Linked DNA regions of Mus musculus: regions 2 and 3 are each linked to region 1. The links are chromatin contacts, called in public Hi-C and promoter capture Hi-C maps. All regions are on one chromosome and are shown on one strand. The core of a region is the stretch at or near the end of the contact, and the rest is flanking DNA. Distances in the headings are between cores, read along the strand shown. Region 1 holds the start of Arhgap25 (Rho GTPase activating protein 25). Region 2 holds the start of Gp9 (glycoprotein 9 (platelet)). Region 3 overlaps Efcc1 (EF hand and coiled-coil domain containing 1).

Region 1 (3,662 bases), core at 463-2,962:
AGAGGCTTGGGATATATTTATTGTTCATGTGGTCCTTTAGTTCTCAGTGAGAAGGACACGCCCTGGGTCAGCACACTCAGGCCCCAGGTGTTCACATTAGTCTGTGATGCCTCTTAGAGATGAAAGCAACGATGTACATAACTTGGAACTCAAAAGTGGTCTAGTCTGGAAACATCCATACATTATATATGTGGGCCATTATCTATGTGGTGTAACTAAAGTCTTAGGGCAGCCATGATCATCAAGATGATAAAGATGTATCTTTACACCCACTGTAAGCCCAACTTACAGTGAGAGAAAGGATAAAGAGAGAAACCGGACATAGAGTACCAGGAAAAGAGGCAGAAAACCAGTCTGGTTCACAGAGTTCTACAAATTGGCAGCGGCCACCTCTGTCCATTGCTGATAAGGCTGAGAGGTGAGGATGGAGACCTGGTTCAGTGACAGGAAAGCTGTTGGTGTCTTGAGAAGCCACTCTATGGGGTCCTGGGGGCAAAAGCCTCAATGGGAGAAATCCAGGAAGGAAAAAGAGGAGCGATCACAGTAAGTCCAACAGTCCTTAATTTAAAAAAAAAATTCTCAGAAATAGTCTATAGCCAAAGGAGGAAGTAGTGTCAAGAGAGATTTTTTTTGATATGAAAAACATTGTAGTGCTAATATTGATTGGAAAGATCCAAGAGAAAATAGAAAGAGGAGATGGAGCTGAGCTGGGGAGAGGTGAGGTGGTCCATGCAGCAGGTAACGGGAAGGTGGGTCACCTGTCCATAGCCCGTGGGAGGTGTTGAAAAGCAGTTATCCAGGAGAACTGAGGTAGATGGCCCAGGCCCCAGGCATGTGCGGTGTGCTTGGTGATTACATGGAAGGCTTGGAGCCTGCAGAAACCTCATAGCAGCCCTGCAAAATCAGTCTGTTAAGTGCTACACTTACAGATGAGGGAATCAAAACAGAAAATAATGGTTCAAGAGCCACATCCAAAGTCAACCGGCCTGAGAATTTGAACACAGCAGTCTGGTTCGAGGACCTATCAGCTCAACCGCTAGCTCAAGGTGACCTATTTGAAGATGTAAAAGTCTGCCACAGACTGGGCTAGATAGAATGAAGGTCAAATAAGTGCTTGTGGGGTATTGGCTGTGTGTCAAGAGTCTGTCCCACCAGCTTCTGCAACGACTCCTTACCCCACAGTTGTTAAGGATCCTGTTTCTCTGAAGAAGTCGTGGAGGCCCAGGAAGAGTCTGTTAAAAGGGGAGGAAAACTGAATTTTTTTACACATGGTGGTCTGGTTGTAAACGCCACAGCATACACAAGGGGGGAGAAGCAGTGACCCTTTGTGTGGCTCTGCCTGGCTGGAATCAAAGTACCTGCTGGAAACCTTCTACCCAAGCAGGTGTGAACTATGTGGTCCTTTCACGGCAGGAATTTTTAAAGATGCTGCCCATTCTTGGGCAGAATGCTGGCTGCCTGCCTGGCCTCTTTTAGCCGCCAAAATCTGGAGTCAAGGAGGCGAACACAGGAGTCCAGGCACATGGCGAGAGCCTTGGGAGTCTCTTTCCATTTAATTAAAACCACAGTCTTATAACACAAACATGCACTAGCTTTACAAAGATTTCTAAATAACATCTTCTGAAGACAGTGTGCTCATAACGCTACAACACTGAACAGCCAGCCACTTCCTCAAAACGCAAGGAAGCAGACAGTTAAGAAAAAAAAAAGCAGTTGTTTATCACAACTTCACTTCAGTAAGGCCTGAGATTCTGCCCAGCAGGGCTCTGCTTCCCAAGAGGCAGTGTCAACTGGGACATTTCTGGTAAATCTGAACGCAAAGCAGGGTGCCAGCCCCTGGGGGACTGTGGGTGGGACTTGGGGAGTTTGGGTGCCATCCCCGAGTGACAGATGGATGGACGGTTCATGAGAGAGAAAGGAGGAGACACGTGGGCAGATCGGTCTGGAGCGTAAGAGTGCCTGCAAAGCAAGCAACAGGCAGAGAAGGCAGAGGAACCGAAGTGAAGATCAGAGAAACAAGAAGGGCACAGCCTGTGACACACTGTGAGCCACTTGACCAGCTACTCACCCACCTCGGAAGCAAAATGTCTCTCAAGCTGCCAAGGAACTGGGATTTCAATTTGAAAGCGGAGGCTTCAAAAATAGGTAAGGTCGGGGTCCAGGTATTTCCTCGGGGTTCTTATGCGTGAGCACCCACTATTTGCATTCTGAGTTGTGGGAGCTCAGTCGGCCAAAGCACACCACACAACAACACTGAGCTTGGCAGAAATGTGCATTCGGGTGGACGAGTCCTGAGAAGTTCTAGTGTGCTGGGGTTGGGGGGGTTCTCTTCTCTCTGGGGGTGGACTATGTGGGTCAAGGGAACTTGGATGGTTTCGGCTGTGCATTGGACACAAAACTGAGATTTTGTTTCTGTCATTGGAAAGTCGGTTCTTTCTGGCATGGCACGTCGTCTAACTGTTGAATGGCTTTCAGTAAGAGGACAGAGACTCGAGTATTTTGAAGTGATTCATCTGTGGATGAATTCAAGGGAGTGTCACATTTTTTGTGAACCCAGAGGCCAATGAGGGACTACCTATAGTTAAAAGTAGACAAGGAGAACAGGGTGAGAGAATAGAGGCTTTTGAAGTATAATAACACTATTCTAAGGAACAGAACGTGGGAGAACGCAGGAGAGTTGGGAAAGATAGACTTTAGTTAGTTATGAAGGATAATTCGAGGTGTTCATATCATTTTCCTCTAACAATGGTGATATATATTCGTCAAATCTATTGTTTGCTATTATATAGATGTCTTGTTTTCTTGCCACCCCCTGCACCATGAATTCTCGCTCTGTAGCTCTAGTTGGCCTGAAACTTGCTATGGAAACTTAGATTCACAGAGTTACTTTAGTGCTCAGATTATCGGCATGGCCTGAATACCTGATATTTCTTCTGTTATTAAACTTTAGTTTTAAATTGATCATAGTCAGATGAAGCACACACACACACACACACACACACACACACACACACACACACACACATACACAGAGACACACACACACACGACTATCTACTCAGTGAGATAAATTTCTTGATTTTAGGCTTTACAGTGTTGAGGTATTTGCAAACAGCATGGAAGGATTTTGCTTAGAAGAAAGTTTTGGCCAGATGGTTCATGGTGGTTGGTGTGTTAAAATAAGTAGTTCACTAAAAGCTCACAGATAGGAAGCAGGTCAGAAAAGGGCTTTGAAATGAAACTGAAAGTAACCAGAGAAGCCATTTATTTTGGTGATCAGGAGCCCACATTTCCAAACAGAGCTGGAACTGTGTGCCAAAGCCAGCTCCAAGATGTGACACAGGGAAGAAAGAGCCTTCTCTCCTGCCCATACAAACATACTCTCACTAAGTCACTCAGATTAATTTTAAGGTAGAATATCTGTCCCTCTGCTCCTTGGTAAGTGTCCCACCTCCCCACTGTGAAGGCATTCCGCTCTCTCACCTTCCATATTTCAGCTAAAGATGGGACACTTGGGAAAATAAATGTTAGATTTTTTTCAGCAGTATAGAAAATCACCTCATTGGATTCTCAGGCCTAGGATTAGACTGAGTGTAGTTCCATAATCTCTTCGAGCAGTTCTTACAGGTGTCCCCCTGGGTCGCTTACTGTAGAACACCCTT
Region 2 (3,662 bases), core at 737-3,236, 240 kb before region 1:
ATCTCTAGTTCACTCTGCCCCACTCACTGCTCTGCCCAGTGAACTTGTGCGGAGCCTGGATGGGAGCTGAAGGCCCGTGTGGGGAGGCTGCCAGCAGAGGCCTGAGAGCTGGTCCCAGGGCCTGGCTCAGGATGTCCAGAGATTACAGGATTTGTATGACTGAGTGGGAAGCCTCCAGGAGAGAGTAGCCTCAGTGCTGGGTTAAGTCAGAATGAACCCAGGTTTCTAGAAGAAGCCAGACTTAAGAAAATATCTATTTTGAGGTCATATAAAGGCTGTGTAGAGGGTTTATTGTCTTTTAAAATTACATTTATTTATTTGTGTGTGTGCACGGCAAGGCTGTGGAGGTGAGATTTAGGTCTCTCCTGGGGATAAAACCCAGGTCTTTAGACTGGACAGCAAGTGTCTTTGCCCATGAGGCGGCCTCAGCCTGCCCCCTGTGGGCTTTTGATGGCATGGGCTGACTGGGGCTGATGCTTCTGGGGACCTGGGCTCTCCCTGGTTTTATGGGCTAGGCTCAGTTCCTGGACTCTGTAAATGTGTTCAATAGACCAGCCAGCAGAATCAGGCCCAGCACAGCCACAGCCACTAGTGACACATCCCACCACACCCCTGGATAGGCCCAGGATGGTGGCAGCTTCCAGCCACAGCTGCCCAGCTCATAACCTGTCAGCTGGCCCAGCGGGCGCCTGGTGGCCAAGTCAGGGCTGGCACAGTACACATGCATTAGGGCCTCGGGCATGTGGTCCTCCAGCCAGAGGCGCAGGTAGGTGAGGCTGCAGTCACAGTGCCAGGGGTTGTGTGTCACATCCAGGTCCCACAGCTGAGGCAAGTGGTCGAAGGCACCTGGTGGCACTGAACGCAGGCTATTGTTGGCCAGCAGGAGCTGGCGAGTGTGCGCTGGTATCACGGGCAGGGCTGTGAGGCCTTGCCCCTCACAGTTCACCTTTAACCCCATGGTTTCCAAGGACTGGCAGGTACAGGGCCTGGGGCAAGCCTGAGTATCTGTGGTCGCAGGCCAGAGCAGAAACAGGAGGCCCCAGGTAGTCATCCAGGAGGCAGGCTGTGGGCAGAGCAATGAGATTAACGCTTGTCAGCCTGTGCCAGGATACCTATGCTGGACAGGGTCTACACTTTTTCTCCAGGCCTCAGCAGCGTGTTGGGTACAGCCCAGGAAGAGTGGTAGAGAGGAGCAGGGCCTTCTTGGTCTCTGGCAGAGATCCAAGCCTCTGCTCAGATAGGGAAACAGGGGACTGCTAAGGGACTCCAGTCTTCGTCCCTGGCCACAGAGAACAGGAAATGTCTTTCTGGGCTGTACCCAGTCCTTTGCCTGGGCTGGGAGTCAGGCCAGGGAATGCGTTCAGCACCGTGTCCACTCTCCCATGATGCCTGATTCAAAAAAACCTTTAGGGCTCGCAGGGCAGCAGCACTGATGGGGAACTCATAGACCTGTCTTGAAAGCCACTTGTCTAGGCTAAGGCCCAGAACTGGGAATGGGAAGCTTAGAGAGGGAAAATACTTGCCTAGGCTCACCCAGAAGTCCATGGCAAAGTCCAGAGTCAGGAAAGTGTCTCATGGCCATGTGGGTCTGCCTGGCTTGCAGCCCTTTCTCCTGGCTTAGGGCTAAGGGCCGTTTCCTTTGTCTGCTCTCCTACCAGGACCCACCTCAGAGCAGGCTTCTGGGGGTGTTCACTGAATGACTTCTGAATCTTCATTCAGCCAAGTTGCTGGTTAACAACTTAGAGCAAATGATCCCCCACTTTCTGTCTTTTAGCAGAGATCGTCCAGGGAGAGACAGACGTGTCCCCTCTCTTTCTGCCAGCTCAGCTGGAGTGGACACCAGGCAGGAGGTCATGCTGAAAATAAGGAGACTGCTTACCTGTGAGGCCTTGGCTGGGGCACACCTTTTGTGGGCTGGTACCATCCTGTTCAAGGCTGCGGTGGTGGTGGTGTGTGTGAGCTGTGTGAGCTGGCAGTGTGGCTGCTGCCTGACAGGAGGAAGGAAATGGTGAAAATAGCCTGGCTTATCCCCTAAAGACAGCCCCGAGGGCCTGTCAGGGCCAGGAGGCACCCAGAGTCCTAGGGCCTTGGACATAGAACTGTAGACCAACCCCACCTTAAGGGAGGGGTACCTCTGTACCTCAAGCAGCCTGTGGTCTTGTGTGATGGGTCTGTGGGCCAATCAAGGTGTCCCTTGCCTGGTGCTAGTAGTTGGGGAGGACTTCCCGGAGGAGGAGGAGGAGGAGAGTGATGGCTGGCTGTGAGTTTTCCTTTGTAGATTCAGGCGATGGTCCTGATGCTTTTACCTCCCCAGGTGTGGTGTGAATGTCTATTTATAGTCCTCCCTCTCTCTAAAGATGCTGAGGGAGGCTCCTTTCTCTCCATGGTGCCTTTTGCACCTGTTGGGCCCCTCTCTTTCCTGTTTCTCACGGAGTTGCAGGTTTGCAGGGCTGAGCCTCTCGGAGACAGGAGACTAATTTATCTCATGTTACTTTTATAGCCTCTTCCACTTGAGCATGATGTCTGTTTTCACTCCCATTTCAGTTTAATGAATGGTTTTGGTATTACAAGCTATTAATCAAAATCGGACCTAATGGTGAAATAGAATCATTATGCAATTAAAATTCAAATCTGCATTTTTTTAAACAAATCATAAAACCCCCACAGTTGTGAATATTAACCAAATCAATGGATTTTTAGCAGATGACAGAGTTCATGGGCACAGAACGGGGGCCACTGGTGAAGCCTGGGCTGAAGTAACATGTCCAGGAGCTGGGGCTCCTGGGACTGTGGGAGGAAAGATGGACCACTGGGGAGAGTGAGAGACCCCTGATCAACCCTGTGGTCACGGCTGGTGTTGGCCAAGATCAACAGACACAATAAAAGTATCCTGGCTCCTTGATCTGGAGAGATTCAGGCGGGTGTAGAGTTGGAGAGGGAAACTGAGGCAGGGAGCAGCAGTGCCACCATCTAAGGCACAGGGACAGAGGCTGATATTGTGTCAGTAGGACAGAGGCCACCAACATGGTCTGCTGCTGGATCCCTGTGCACTCTTCATGGAGAAGTCATATGGGCCCAGGTCAGGGCAGAGGTGGACAGCACCTCCTCCTTCTCTTACACAGTCCTCTCCCACTTTCGCAGGCCAGCTGCTGCCCTCCCCTGTAGACAGACAGGCCTTTGGACCAGGCTGGTGGCAGGACCTATTGAAGCCCCATGCTCTCTTTGCAGCATCTGTCCACTTCTGCTCTCAGAATAGGGGCTGCATATATACAGAACTCTCACTGGGTGAGCTCTGGTTCCCCAGGGCTGGCTGGGTCCCCTCTGGCCCCTGAGTCCTACCTGCCTGGAACCTACCTTCATACTCTTGTGAGGACTCTGCCCCTGATTGGCCTCAGCCTCTGTGAGTGTTTCTTCCCTTTATGGTAGAGCCTTGGGCATCAGGAATCTTCACGGATCTGCCCATCTTCAGGGTAGCTGGTTTTTCCTCAAGGTGGGGCCAGAGTCCCTGGGTGAATGGGGGTCTACAGCGCCCAGGCTGTGCTCCTGACCAGGCCTGTTCAGGTTCCTAAGACTTCCTTATTTTTAGCAATAACAGTTGCAGCAGCAACAGCAACGGCAGCAGCAAAAACAACAAAAAAAAATACTCCACAAATTATTTTTCT
Region 3 (3,662 bases), core at 790-3,289, 210 kb before region 1:
CCTCATAGATGCCTGCAGCTGCTAGCTCACTGGGCATTTTCCTCCTCTGAAGACCTGTGAGAAGGTATAGTTTACAAATGAGGTGCAGTAAGAGGTCAAGAGCATTGATTCGCACTGCTCTGGAACAGTTACTGCATCCAGTAAAATAAGCCCCATCCTCAGTCTCTACTGCTTTGATAAAGACTTGACCAAAAGCAAGATGGGGCTAAAAGGGTTTATTTCATCTTACAGTCCGTCATGGAGGGAAGTCAGGACAGGAACTGAAGCAGAGGGCGTGGAGGAACACAGTTTCTGACTTGTTCCCTATGGCTTGTTCAACCTGCTTTCTTAGACACCCAGGATCACCTGCCCAGGGGTGGCACCATGTAAAGAGAGCTGCATCAGTCACTACTCAAGAAAATGCCATACAGTCATCGGGCAAGTTCCTCCTCCCAGATGACTCTAGCGGTGTCAAGTTGATGTAAAATTAGCCAGCGTCAACCAATCAAGATGGCTATGGAGTGACTCGTGAGGGCTGCACGTGCAGCGTGGATATAGAGAAGGCCGACAGCAGGATGTTGTGGGTTTTATCACACTTTCCAGAACACTGTGCAGTGTGACCTTTATGAGCTACTTATTTCTGGCATTTTCCATTTTCAGATTGTGATTGGCCACTGGTGACTGAATCCGTGAACAGTGAAACTGAAGGTGTGTGTGTGTGTGTGTGTGTGTGTGTGTGTGTGTGTGTGTGTGAGACTAGTGACCACTGACATCACAGGAAGAAAAGGACTGGGAAGAGAAGCAGAAAGACCATTCCTATCCCATCCAAGTTTCCCACTCAGGATGAACAGGTGCCCTAATGGCGGATATGATGGCACCAGTCACGAGGGCGATGACATGTATGTAGTCATGTTTGTCAGCATCCCAGAGCCAGCACATGCCGGGAAAGTACTCTGCTAGACACTGACACTAACTCAGGAATCGGTAAACTTTTTCTGAGAATATTTCAGGCTTTTAAGCCTGGCCTTATAATACATGGTCTTTGAAACACAAAAGTAGTCTCAGAGGTGCTCAAAGGACAAACATGGTTGTGTTCTAAGAAAACCTTAGATAATCTTCACAAACATTTAGAATTTCATGAAATTTTCATACTGTGAAATATTCTTTTTTGAAGTTTTTTTTTTTAGGTCATTGAAAATGAAAAATAATTCTTAGTAGAGTGTGGCAAGCTAGCAGAGGGCTAGATTCTGTCTGGATGAGGGAAATGATGGTCTCTGCCCTCTCTGCCAAGCTTGTCTGAGCAGAATGTGTTTGACCAACAGTAATGCCCTCACTTTGGCTTCCAGGCTAAAATCTGTCCAGTGCTGCCTGAGGTCCTCAGAGAAACCAGGGCAGAAAGATACCCTCAGGACTATGGGGAGCCACAGTCACTGGGACCCCGTGGTCATCTCACCGGCAAGGTGGCTCATAGCTAAGGAAGGAGGAGAGCTTCTGAAGACATTTCTTAGTTGTCAGGGTCACTCACCCCAGGATTTCCATTGGAGGGCACAGATGTTACTATTATTATTTATCCTTTCTACTTTTGGCCCTTCAAGACACGGTTTCTTGTGTAGGCCTGACTTTCCTGGAACTCACTCTGTAGAACACACTCTGTAGACCAGGCTGGCCTTGAGGTCTTGCTTGCCTCTGCTTTCCTAGTGCCAGGGTGTATGCCACCACTGCTTAGTCATAATAATTTTAAAATTTTTATTTTATGTGCACTGGTGCTTTGCCTGCATGTGTGTCTGTGAGAGGGTGTTGGATCCTGGAATTACAGACTGTTGTGAGCTGCCATGAGGTTGCTAGGCATTGAACCCCAGTCCTCTGGAAGAGCAACCAGTGCTCTTAACCACTGAGCCATCTTTCCAGTCACCATACATGCTATTACTTATGCTGTTATGAATTGGGTTTCTGTGACATGCAGCTGGAAGTATTATCATTACTAAACCACTTACAGCACTACTTGGGGGAGAAATGAGGTGGTGTAGATAAGAACTCTGGCATGCTGCCTCATGCACAGCAGATGGTAAGAGATGCTGGTTCCTGTCCTGCATCTATGTCATCTCCACTCACCTCAGCCCCCACAGAACTAGACTCCAGCCAGAGGGATTAGGCCACCTCTAGCAATTTACCATGTACTCATACCATGTCTATAGCAAGTTCCAGCAAGGTCTCTCCAGCAGGTGGGACCTGCCACTCAAGGCTGTGACCTACTGAAAGGGAAGGGTGAAGACAGCCTGAAGTTCACAGCATGGCCATGTCCACAGGCAGAGCCCCCTGTCACTCATAAACTGTGACCTTACTTCTGAGGTCACCTGGATTCAGCATCATGTCTTCTATCTAAAAGCAAATGAAGACTGGCCCCGACATCTGCTGGAGCCCCACTGCAAACCTGTGGCTGGAATCAAGGGACATGTGACTGTGCCATTCCAAAGCCAAGACGAGGCATGGAGACCTTCCCACGTTTGATCGTGGCCTCTCCTGGTATAAACAATGTCTGCCCCTTCTCAGCCACTCAGCTGCCAGCCCTTTGAACCACTCTGTATCTTGGAAACTTCACAAAGCCATAAGGCTGATAAGACCCTCGGCTGGCAGGTATCCTTGTGCCAGACCACAGCCTTCCCTGGAGGTCCTGGGGGTTCTACACTGTGGTTTCCTTTCCTGTGAGATATTTCCTGAGCTGAGAAGCCTCTCGGAAGTTGAGACTATGTGTGAAAACAAGAGAACAACAGGAGGAAGGAGGGCCAGGGCTGCCGCTGGAGAGAAGTGGAAAAGAAGTCACAGACAGGCGGCATGGGGTAGCCCAGGGGTCTTCTGGCCATCTCTGCTGTGCAGTCTCTGGTTCAGTGGGGGCCTGTGGCCCTCCAGCTAGCTGGTCAGCCCACTGCTAATACTGTCCTCTAATCCTCCACAACATATTGTGGGGCAGCTCTGTCCTTAGCAAGAATGGGCCCAGACCTCATGGCTTAGCTGGCCTCAGGGAGATAGACTTAGGGAAATTGTCACAAAACGAGAAAGGGATGGGAAGGACAGGCTGTAGGGACCGCAGGGAACTGCTTGTAGTGGGATGGGGTATCTGGCTGAGATCTGTGATGGCCACCAGAGACGGACCTCGGGGCTGCAGAGGGCTGTGGTGGACTCAAGGGATGAGTGTGTTGGTAGATTACTGCAGTGGGCCCTGGCAGAGCTGAGGTCAGAGGTCAGGTCACTTGGAGCTATGTATGCCATGGCAAAGAGGCTCCAGAGGGTGTGATTAGGAAAGCCGCCCAGCTCTGTTGGGTGCTCGGGCCACCGTGGCCCTGAGCATGTGGTCAGTGACTGGAAGGGAGCTGGGAAGAGAGTAGGAGCCAGGACAGCCATGCATGGGCAGTGCAGGGCTAGGATGGACTGAGTGGGAACAGGCAGAGCCGAGGCAGGGCTGAACCTGGGCTTCAGTGGGGACCACAAGGCAGCACTTGGGGCTTTCTGCCTACTCCACTCTCCAACCTGTATGGCTTGTTCTTGTCTAGGTCAGGCCCCCCTGCAAAGGATACTCTGAGCTCGTGTGTTCTGCAGTGAGTCTCCAGACACAAAAGACCCGAGTGACATGCAGTCTGAGTGTCAGCATTACCTCAGAGAAGAGCCACCTACAGTGGGCAGGACGA

The links. Promoter capture Hi-C pulls out the DNA fragments that hold promoters and counts their contacts. A called contact is a pair of places that touch in the nucleus more often than the background predicts.
Region 2: a contact with region 1 is called in a promoter capture Hi-C map of the HPC-7 cell line. The contact joins the promoter of Gp9 here to the promoter of Arhgap25 in region 1. A contact is called at or near these places in 4 of 39 promoter capture datasets (the 3T3-L1 cell line, 3T3-L1-derived adipocytes, the HPC-7 cell line and 1 more) and 1 of 115 datasets of contacts at active chromatin or transcription factors (microglia).
Region 3: a Hi-C map of the G1E-ER4 cell line shows a contact between it and region 1, with 2.6 times the contacts expected there. The contact joins the enhancer-like site here to the promoter of Arhgap25 in region 1. A contact is called at or near these places in 3 of 484 Hi-C or Micro-C datasets (the G1E-ER4 cell line, embryonic stem cells and nephron progenitors) and 6 of 115 datasets of contacts at active chromatin or transcription factors (bone marrow-derived dendritic cells, bone marrow-derived macrophages, embryonic stem cells and 2 more).

The regions. Positions count from the first base shown.
Region 1 is chr6:87,531,309-87,534,970 of GRCm38.p6, reverse strand. It overlaps Arhgap25 (Rho GTPase activating protein 25), which reads left to right and starts at 1,712. Exons shown (of 11, transcript NM_001037727.2): 1 at 1,712-2,145. The coding sequence starts at 2,085.
Region 2 is chr6:87,776,394-87,780,055 of GRCm38.p6, reverse strand. It overlaps Gp9 (glycoprotein 9 (platelet)), which reads right to left and starts at 1,986. Exons shown (of 2, transcript NM_018762.2): 1 at 1,880-1,986; 2 at 294-1,063. The coding sequence starts at 1,051. The coding sequence ends at 518.
Region 3 is chr6:87,739,043-87,742,704 of GRCm38.p6, reverse strand. All of the region lies in intron 2 of Efcc1 (EF hand and coiled-coil domain containing 1), which reads right to left. It overlaps Gm34414 (a long non-coding RNA gene), which reads left to right. Exons shown (of 3, transcript XR_003956327.1): 3 at 1-1,669. Among named protein-coding and RNA genes, the nearest start is that of Gm34414, 9.8 kb to the left of the region's middle. Within about 2 kb of position 2,039, at least 21 of the 459 cell types and tissues checked have an H3K27ac peak or open chromatin away from gene starts, as enhancers often do. A contact at or near this core is called in the G1E-ER4 cell line, where this site is marked.